Regions from separate parts of the Macaca mulatta genome. Here all the other regions are linked to region 2. The links are chromatin contacts, called in public Hi-C maps. All regions are on one chromosome and are shown on one strand. Each heading gives the region's core, a stretch centred on a gene start, on an enhancer-like site or on the middle of the called end of the contact. The rest is flanking DNA. Distances are from core to core; before and after follow the strand shown.

What was found. Hi-C and Micro-C count contacts between places; a contact is called where the count stands out from the background.
Region 1: a contact with region 2 is called in a Hi-C map of fetal cortex germinal zone, with 2.7 times the contacts expected there. The contact joins the promoter of H2AC6 here to the promoter of H2BC10 in region 2. A contact is called at or near these places in 2 of 14 Hi-C or Micro-C datasets (fetal cortex germinal zone and liver).
Region 3: a Hi-C map of liver shows a contact between it and region 2, with 4 times the contacts expected there. The contact joins the promoter of H1-2 here to the promoter of H2BC10 in region 2. A contact is called at or near these places in 2 of 14 Hi-C or Micro-C datasets (fetal cortex germinal zone and liver).

The regions. Positions count from the first base shown.
Region 1 is chr4:156,986,490-156,989,538 of T2T-MMU8v2.0, reverse strand. It overlaps H2AC6 (H2A clustered histone 6), which reads left to right and starts at 1,600. Exons shown (of 2, transcript NM_001193778.2): 1 at 1,600-2,177. The coding sequence starts at 1,660. The coding sequence ends at 2,052. H2BC4 (H2B clustered histone 4) reads right to left here and starts at 1,352. Exons shown (of 2, transcript XM_001086167.5): 1 at 942-1,352. The coding sequence starts at 1,331. The coding sequence ends at 951.
Region 2 is chr4:156,841,068-156,844,030 of T2T-MMU8v2.0, reverse strand. It overlaps H2BC10 (H2B clustered histone 10), which reads left to right and starts at 1,327. Exons shown (of 1, transcript XM_078000863.1): 1 at 1,327-2,963. The coding sequence starts at 1,372. The coding sequence ends at 1,752. LOC144340549 (histone H3.1) reads right to left here and starts at 1,096. Exons shown (of 2, transcript XM_078000862.1): 1 at 549-1,096; 2 at 1-271. It also overlaps H2AC10.
Region 3 is chr4:157,051,940-157,054,988 of T2T-MMU8v2.0, reverse strand. H1-2 (H1.2 linker histone, cluster member) reads right to left here and starts at 1,757. Exons shown (of 1, transcript XM_001084417.5): 1 at 42-1,757. The coding sequence starts at 1,715. The coding sequence ends at 1,074.

The DNA of each region.
Region 1 (3,049 bases), core at 351-2,850, 150 kb before region 2:
GACACAGTGTATGTGCTAAGTTTAATGGCGTCTCCTCTTCATTCTCCCAACCAGCGCCTAGTCCTTACTGGCCTTCAGTTCAGTGTTCGAATGCTTGTCAATTTACCCAAGTTAGAGTTGGCTTCTTCTAAAGCAACTTTCAACCTTTTCTGCATGTTACAAGCCCCCTACAGAGATTTTAAGTTTCAATCAGGCAACACACCATTTATGGCTGAGCACTGGGATTCAAGTAAAATTTGGTTTGAATCTTGAATAAACCAGTTGAATAGAATAAAATGTATGAAGCAACATCTGGCGCGGTGCTTACATCTTTAGGTTCTTACTGCCTTACTCTTATCAAAACCGACACGTATTATGTTAAAGGACTTTATTACCGGGGCAGTTGGAAACCAAGGAGACACAGCCTTCAGTATATTACGAAGGTGTGCGCCACGAAAACAGAGTGGGTGTCCTTCCTTAGCCAGTTACTCCCCAGGTTTCCACTCCGGTCCGCTATGTAAATAAGGGCTTCAAACCAGCTTTCTCTCGATTGGTTAATATTAAAAATGACAGGACAGCCTATTGGCTAGAAACTGATGTCGAAATTATGACTTTACGGCAGCCGTTCATCCAGGCGACGTAAACAGGGACAGACAACTGGGTCCGAAACCCACGCGAGCCTGAAGTTTCTTCCGGGAACGCGGGGTTAGCAAAATGGCCGCTTGTCTCTATTTTAAATTTAAGCGCAACGAATTGACCCCAAACCCATTTTTAGTGGCTGGTTTCTTCCAGGCTCAGGCCCCTTTGTCCCTCTCTAAGTTGTAGAACTTGTCCCCACCCTTCTCCAATCCCTAATACTCTTCCGCCGCCAAATAAAACTTTGGCGTCAGGCCACAGCTCTTTTAGTGGGTATGTGGGTGGCTCTTAAAAGAGCCTTTGGGGTTAAGTGTTAAGACGCTTACTTGAAAAGTTTACTTGGAGCTGGTGTACTTGGTGACGGCCTTGGTGCCCTCCGACACGGCGTGCTTCGCCAGCTCTCCGGGAAGGAGCAGGCGCACGGCAGTCTGTATCTCCCTGGAGGTGATGGTCGAGCGCTTGTTGTAATGCGCCAGGCGGGAAGCCTCCCCCGCGATACGCTCAAATATGTCGTTAACGAAAGAATTCATGATCCCCATCGCTTTGGAAGAGATGCCGGTGTCGGGGTGGACCTGCTTCAGCACCTTGTACACATAAACAGAGTAGCTCTCCTTGCGGCTGCGCTTGCGCTTTTTCCCATCTTTTTTCTGCGCCTTGGTCACCGCCTTCTTGGAGCCCTTCTTTGGGGCGGGAGCAGACTTGGCTGGCTCAGGCATCTTTAACACCAGAAATGTGTCGGAAGTAAACAACGGATTTCTGCTACTTATAGGGCCTTTATGCTAATGAGGGATGGAGAGTACCTCTTAGTTAATTGGAAGACAAACTGCAGAGTTGTCATCCGTGGGCCGAGCTATGCAAATGAGGTATGAAAGTGCAGCTTTTCTATTGGCTACCTGACTAGTATTTGCTACCGACCAATCGAAAAGTCGGATTTACTCCCCAGCAACTACCTATAAAAGCAGCCATGTTTTACACATTTTTCGATTTTGTTTGTTTTCTCCTGAGCTTGGACTGCTTGTTTTGGTGCTGTTTTGTGTTATTGAGATGTCTGGACGCGGTAAGCAGGGAGGCAAAGCTCGCGCCAAAGCGAAATCTCGCTCTTCTCGTGCTGGTCTCCAGTTCCCGGTGGGCCGAGTGCACCGCCTGCTCCGCAAAGGCAATTACGCAGAGCGGGTCGGGGCAGGCGCGCCGGTGTACCTGGCGGCTGTGTTGGAGTACCTGACTGCCGAGATCCTGGAGCTGGCCGGCAACGCGGCTCGCGACAACAAGAAGACCCGCATCATCCCGCGCCACTTGCAGCTGGCCATCCGTAACGACGAGGAGCTCAACAAGCTGCTAGGCCGGGTGACAATTGCTCAGGGCGGCGTCCTTCCTAATATCCAGGCCGTGCTTTTGCCTAAGAAAACCGAGAGTCACCACAAGGCCAAGGGCAAGTGATTTGACAGGCATCTGAGCTTCCGTGAAACGCTATCAAACCCAAAGGCTCTTTTCAGAGCCCCCCTACCGTTTCAGAGGAAGAGCTAACCTCACTGCTTGTACGTACGAGGGAAAAAAGCACTAAGGTAAGTTAATTTTATCTCAATCTGGAGCAACGTGTATTCTTGCTTTTCAGTTTTTTGGGGAACGGTGTTACTAAAGGTTGGTCTATTAGGTCAGTTAGGATCTAATGTTCGTATGTGCTATCATTATATTCTAACTATCTAGTCTAGTGTTTTGTAAGATCGACCATAGTTGGTGCCTAATTAGTTTACATTCTAGGGATACCTGGTGATCTAAAAAACTGATTGCTTTTAAAATGTAAATTCAAGGCAAAACTGTAGCGTGACGGTAACCTCGTTCGGCCCTCCGACTAGTCCCCCTTCTATTTTGTTCTCAATTTAGGCTGTAGGCAGCCTCATTTTCTTAATTCTGTTAAACTTCTAGGTTCCATTCCTGCTAAAGTGCAGAGTATACTGTCTAAAAGTTAACCAGGAAGTTGAAAGGTGTCTAAAAAACAGACTAATGTCTCTACTCTAGAACGATGCCTGACACGCAACGTGCTGTTTTATTTTAAGAGACTCAAGCGTCTAGGTTTCCAGGACAGCCAAAAAAGGAGACTGGGGCCTGTGGCCACTCAAAAACCTTTGCTTTCTGCTCACCTCTCTAATCCTAGCACTTTGGGAGGCCGAGGGGCGCGGATCACCTGAGGTCACGAGTTCGACGCTAACCTGGCCAACATGATGAAACTCGTCTCTAAAAAAAATTAACAAAAACTAGTCGGGCGTGGTGGCACATACCTTTCAATTGCAGCTACTCTTGAGTCTGACTCAGGACAGTCGCTTGAGGTGGGAGGGAGGGGGAGGCTGCAGTAAGCCGAGACCGTGCCACTGTCATCCAGCTTGGGCAACAGAGTGAGACACCGTCTCCAAAAAAGAAAACCTTTGCTTCTGTCTCT
Region 2 (2,963 bases), core at 78-2,577:
TCTGTTAGTATGCGATCCAAGAGCGTTAATTTCCTAAAATTCTAATTCTGCGCTTTTCAAGCTGTAGTCCGTAAACGACTACTTTAAGACTTTGGAAGACGCTAATTCTCATTCAGTAGATGTGTTGTGGGGCCAGATTCGGAGGACCACGTTTTGAGAAGTTTATCTGTGGTTTTCCGGAGTAACTTGAACTGCCGCTAGCTAGAAACTTTTGACCACAAGGCAGGATTCCTGGGTGGTGTACCTGGGAAATCACAAGCCAAGAAGTCACCTACATAAAACAGTGAGCAACAAATGTTAACTGAATTGTATTTTGTCCCAAATGGTGTTTTGCTTCGGTTGAGAATTTTTAAAGGACAGACTAACTAGGTTTTCCAACGACTCTCATTTACTTTTCATTGGGTCCTATTGATATTCCAGGCTACCATCCCCACTAGCCTCTTCTGCAGGGTAACTTGAACACTGGAGTGGCCCTGTCCATGTAAACTTTACACAGTTTTGCAAACATTATTGAACTTGCTTCTTCCCGAATACATTAAAGCACTTACTTGCGATATTAGACATTTTCTCATTAGTCCTGTTCGCCTAGTCAGTCACTTGTATAGACAGGGCCACAGTACGGCCTGAATATTGGGCAGGACACCGCCCTGCGCGATAGTAACTTTGCCCAGCAGCTTGTTGAGCTTCTCGCGGTGGATGGCCAGCTGCAGGCGTCGGGGAATGACGCAGGTCTTCTGTCGCGGGCCGCGTTGCCCGCCAACTCCAGGATCTTGGCGGTCAGGTACTCCAGCACCGCCGCCAGGTACACGGGCGCGCTGGCCCCCACCCGCTCGCCGTAGTTGCCCTTGCGGAGCAGGCGGTGCCCTCGGCCCACAGAAAACTGGAGACCAGCCCTGGAAGAGTGTGTTTGAGCCTTGGCGCCAGCTTTGCTGCCCTGCTTTCCACATCCAGACGCAGTGAAGTATTTAAATAATTGTTTAGAAGAAGGAAAGTGACTGGTTCTAGTAAAACGCAACCAGCTAAACTACTATAATCTATATTCGGTAAAGTGGCCTGTGCTATCTCCTGAACAAAGATTTCAGCCAATCGAAAAGCAGATGTTTAAAAAAAGTTAAAAAAAAAAAAAAAAAAAAAACTTCTGACTTACATAATTATAGTTGAAAGGTCAAATTATGAGGTTGAGCTTCTGGGAGAGCCAATGAGATTTAGGAATTTAGAAATGGCCTATCGTATGTTCAGACATTAAAAGAACCAATCAGAAACCGAAACTCAGCAAGCCTCATTTGCATATACACGGAATAAATAACGAGGGCGTTTGGGCTCGCCAGCATTTCCCTGTGGTCGTTTGACGGTGTCACTTCGGCTGCGAACATGCCAGAACCAGCTAAGTCAGCCCCTGCCCCGAAGAAGGGCTCGAAGAAGGCGGTGACCAAGGCACAGAAGAAGGACGGCAAGAAGCGCAAGCGCAGCCGTAAGGAGAGCTATTCCGTGTACGTGTACAAGGTGCTGAAGCAGGTCCACCCCGACACCGGCATCTCGTCCAAGGCTATGGGTATCATGAACTCCTTCGTCAACGACATTTTTGAGCGTATCGCAGGCGAGGCTTCCCGCCTGGCGCATTACAACAAGCGCTCGACTATCACTTCCAGGGAGATACAAACGGCCGTGCGCCTGCTGCTCCCCGGGGAGCTGGCCAAACACGCGGTGTCGGAGGGCACCAAGGCTGTCACCAAGTACACCAGCTCCAAATAAATAGTTACCTGAGTAAAAGCGCCAACGACCCAAAGGCTCTTTTAAGAGCCACCCATGTTGTCGTTTAAAGATCTGTAATTTTCCAGAGTTGGCAAGGTAAAATGGCTAAGCAACACATGGGATAGTAAGGGTTTACTAAAACGTCCAAGTTCGGCCGCGCGCAGTGGCTCACGCCTGTAATCCCAGCACTTTTGGAGGCCGAGGAGGGCGGATCACATGAGGTCAGGAGTTCGAGACCAGCCTAGCCAACATGGTGAAACCCCGTTTCTACTAAAATATACAAAAATTAGCCGGGAATGGTGGCAGACTTAATCCCAGCTACTTGGGAGGCAGTCAGAAGAATCGTTTGAGCCCGGGAGGCGGAGGTTGCAGTGAGCCGAGATCGAGCCGTTGTACTCAAACCTGGGGTATAAGAGCGAGACTGCCCTCAAAAAGTCCAGGTTCGTTGTTTTTTCCCCTATAGATTGTAAGCGTCACCAAGGAGTAAGTGCGTATGCAGCTTAATATGAGACATTTCACTCAGCAGCTAAGGAAAAATCGTGTTCTAGGTTGATCCCCACTTTTCTTCCCGCACACCACCACCTTAAAGCTATGTTTTCGCTTTTAGTTTCACTTTAACATCCTATTGCCCTTGACTTGGAGTAGCCGGGTGGAAATCAAGTTTGGGGTAGTATTAAATCTAAAATAAGCTCTGAGAAAGCGAAATTCGTCTTGTAGTTCGTTGTTAACTTGTAAATGATTGGAGCGGCATTTGACGGAGGAAATCACCTCTGTTGGTTGCATTTCTAAACCATGGCAGATCGCTACCAGACGTTCTCATTATCCCCCTTCCAACTCTACTAATTTCTTTACAAATTTTACTGAGTTTATAATTAATGGATTACTTCACGTAGCTATATATATTACCTCTTGGCAAGATCAGGAACTCTACCATCTTCCTAGCTGAACATATTGAGGTTTAAGAGAAAGAACAGGCAACAGGATAGCCTGAAGTTGGAGCAAAGAAATGAAAATTCCCGGTGCTACATTCATATGCTTTATCTGTAAGCCTTTTTAAGGCTCCAAGGACTGTGTTCTCCCTCAGCCACCTCCTCCGTGTCCTGGAACGACTTTGTCCACAGCTACTTCCTTTCCTGAAATTTCATTTTAAGAGAGGAGGGTTACAAGGAATTAACATTTGTGTGGTAGTCCTTAGAATGCATTCATTCATT
Region 3 (3,049 bases), core at 508-3,007, 210 kb before region 2:
ACGCTAGGTTTTCTGTATTCAGAAGCACCATGGGTGTCAAATAGAGGGAACCATTAACGAAGGCCTTTATTAGAAATGTCTCTCATTTATCCATATACTTTAGTTAATAGTACAAATCGTTCTCCGCGTAGAAACACTTGGACTGCCAAACAAAATGTGTTTAAAAGAACTTCGATTTTTAAATGTTGATGTCTGCCTAAACTGAGGATAAGTAACCGTCAAGCGAGGACAAAATGGCTGGCTAAAAGTTGTGCTTTCGATACGCTCAAAATCGATACGCTCAAATCTGTCAGTTTAGCGGAACACTACATGCATGATATGAGAAACAAAAAGCTCCCTAGGTCCACGATTGCCTTGGGTGGAGGAAGGGCTATTGCCGCTGTTTATTCAAATGCATTCCTTTGTTACCACAGGAATGAGAAATTAACAGCAGAGGAATGTAGGACAAAGGTACCTGCACGCACTCTCCTCCCAGGGCTGGATGTTGCCACTACCTCCAGGAGATACCAACTTGACTACCTACAACATGGAAAGCGTCCGAAATCCCGAACGTTAATATCAAGAGGCAAAACTTTCAAGTCACAGAGAAGCAACACACACGGAATAAGCAACGTCTGCCACCATCCAATTAAATATAGAATTAAAGTCATGGACTAGAACGACGGACCAACCCAGGAGCAGGGCGGGACTTTTGAATTATTTTTTAGTCCAATCCGGATATCCCTTTAGACGAAGAAACTGGCTCTTGTTTTGCGATCTTTTCTGCCTTTCACAGGCCTGGGGCGTGGCTGACTGCCATCCCAAAAACATCCGCCAGCGGGAAACGCCTCGAAGCAGCAGTCAGGGACATGGAAGTCGCAGTAAAGGTTTAAGCGCCGTAACCTCACCACGGCCACTCTCGAACCCCCGTTACTTATTTGTCTTATAAGGTTCCCGTTCGACTAACCTTAAGGAGCAGGGTCGAGCAAGAAAAGGAACAAGGGCAACTAAGAAAAACAAGTATCCAGCTCTTTTATTGAGATCAGTGGTGGCTCTGAAAAGAGCCTTTTGGGTTTTTTGAAGCAGGCGTCCACCTATTTCTTCTTGGGTGCCGCCTTCTTAGGCTTGACAACCTTGGGCTTGGCGGCCTTGGGCTTCACGGACTTAGCAGCACTTTTGGCAGCTTTCTTGGGCTTCGCAACCTTGGCCTTCTTTGGGCTCTTGGCCACTTTCTTGGTCACAGTGGCCGCGGCCGGCTTCTTCGCCTTCTTCGGTGTTTTCTTAGCGCTCTTCTTCGGGGTAGCGCCGCCAGTCGCCTTCCTAGGCTTCTTAGCTGCCCCAACCGGCTTCTTAGGCTTGGCTGCGCCCACCTTCTTAACCTTGGGCTTGGTTTCGCCGGAGGCTGCCTTCTTGTTAAGTTTGAAGGAACCAGAAGCACCGGTGCCCTTAGTCTGCACCAGAGTGCCCTTGCTCACCAGACTCTTGAGACCAAGTTTGATTCGGCTGTTGTTTTTCTCCACATCATAGCCGGCGGCAGCCAACGCTTTTTTCAAAGCAGCAAGAGAAACCCCGCTGCGCTCTTTAGAGGCTGCCACCGCCTTGGTGATGAGCTCTGACACCGGGGGACCAGATGCCTTACGAGGCGGCCCCCCAGATTTCTTGGCTGTTTTCTTCTTTACGGGGACTTTCTCCGCCGGAGGCGCGGCAGCGGGAGCGACAGGAGCAGTCTCGGACATGTTGAGGATCAACAACTCGGGTACAAGTGGCAAAGCGCCGATGAAACAGCGCTTGGGCAGGGCCGCTGTATATATAGAGCGCAGGAGCGCTCTGATTGGTGCTCTGGTGGCCCGCCTGGCTGGCAGGCTCTGAGTCGCTGCGCTGCTCCCAAGTTGTGTTTGTTCCACCTCACAAAAGGGGAAAAATATTAAAATTCCCTGCACCAAATCACCCGGATTTGGTCAGGAAAGGATCTCAGAAGCCTCGGGCTTCAGGCTTTTCATTTATTTTTTCCACAACCACAAAAACAACGCGTCCAGGCGTCCCCAATTCCCCCAACTCCGAAGGAAGTCTGGGGCAGTCAGAGACCACTTTCTGTTTTTCTTATAAATTACCTGTTCGCTCCTTTGCCCCTGAAAGTTCTTTTTCCCAGGGGTGGTTGGGCACATGCTTCCCTTATTTTTGAAAAAAAAAGCGAAATGGTTTCCACCTAAATTTTCATGATAATTCTGTTTCTTCACAAGGGAAGTAACACAGGTCCTGTGTGAATTCTTCCTGCAGACGCACAGGAACTGTGGACTGGGACAAGGATTCCAGGGCCAGTCCAAAGTAATTAGGGAGGGATGGGAGGGGGTTCATGAGCCTTGGTAGGGTCCGGTGTGGTGGGGGGCTAGAGACTTAAATCTTTGATTTGAAGACATTGAAACCATCAAATCCTTCTTTTCATAGATGGGGGCGGGGCATCCTTTTCACTTCTCTACAGGCGAGAAATTGGGCTCTTTTTAAAAAGCTCTGAGGTCCCCCTCTGAGTTGTGTAAGGCAGGAGGTCTGGCTCTCAAGATAGAGATAATAAAGGAACAAGGGAGATCCCTTAAGCCTGCAAAGAAAGCCAATAGATTTGGCAGTTAGAGGCACTGAGATAATATGTTTTCAAAGAAAACAAGCATTTATTTATTTATTTATTTTTGTACATTGCAATATTAGAGATGAATTTCAGCCCATGAAAATTAGAGGTTACTTTCAATAACCACACCTTACACAAGTTACCGTACAGGACAATCTCCAGTTTGAAACTCAAATATATCTTTGAATTGCAAATAAAGCAACTGACTTTAATAAAACAAACTCTTGACTTTTAAGATGAACAATATATTTGAAATTTATTTTTTAAATAGCAAAAATTTACACAGAAAGATAGGAAAAGTACCAGAACATGTAATTTATTATAAGATCTTTTGTTGATGAGCTGAAAATCACCTCTTCTTTTCCCCTCTGAAACTATTCTGTTCTCAAGTTTACTACTTTAAGGTTCACTACTTATTTTACTCTCCGACCCCAAGTAATTGCTATTTTT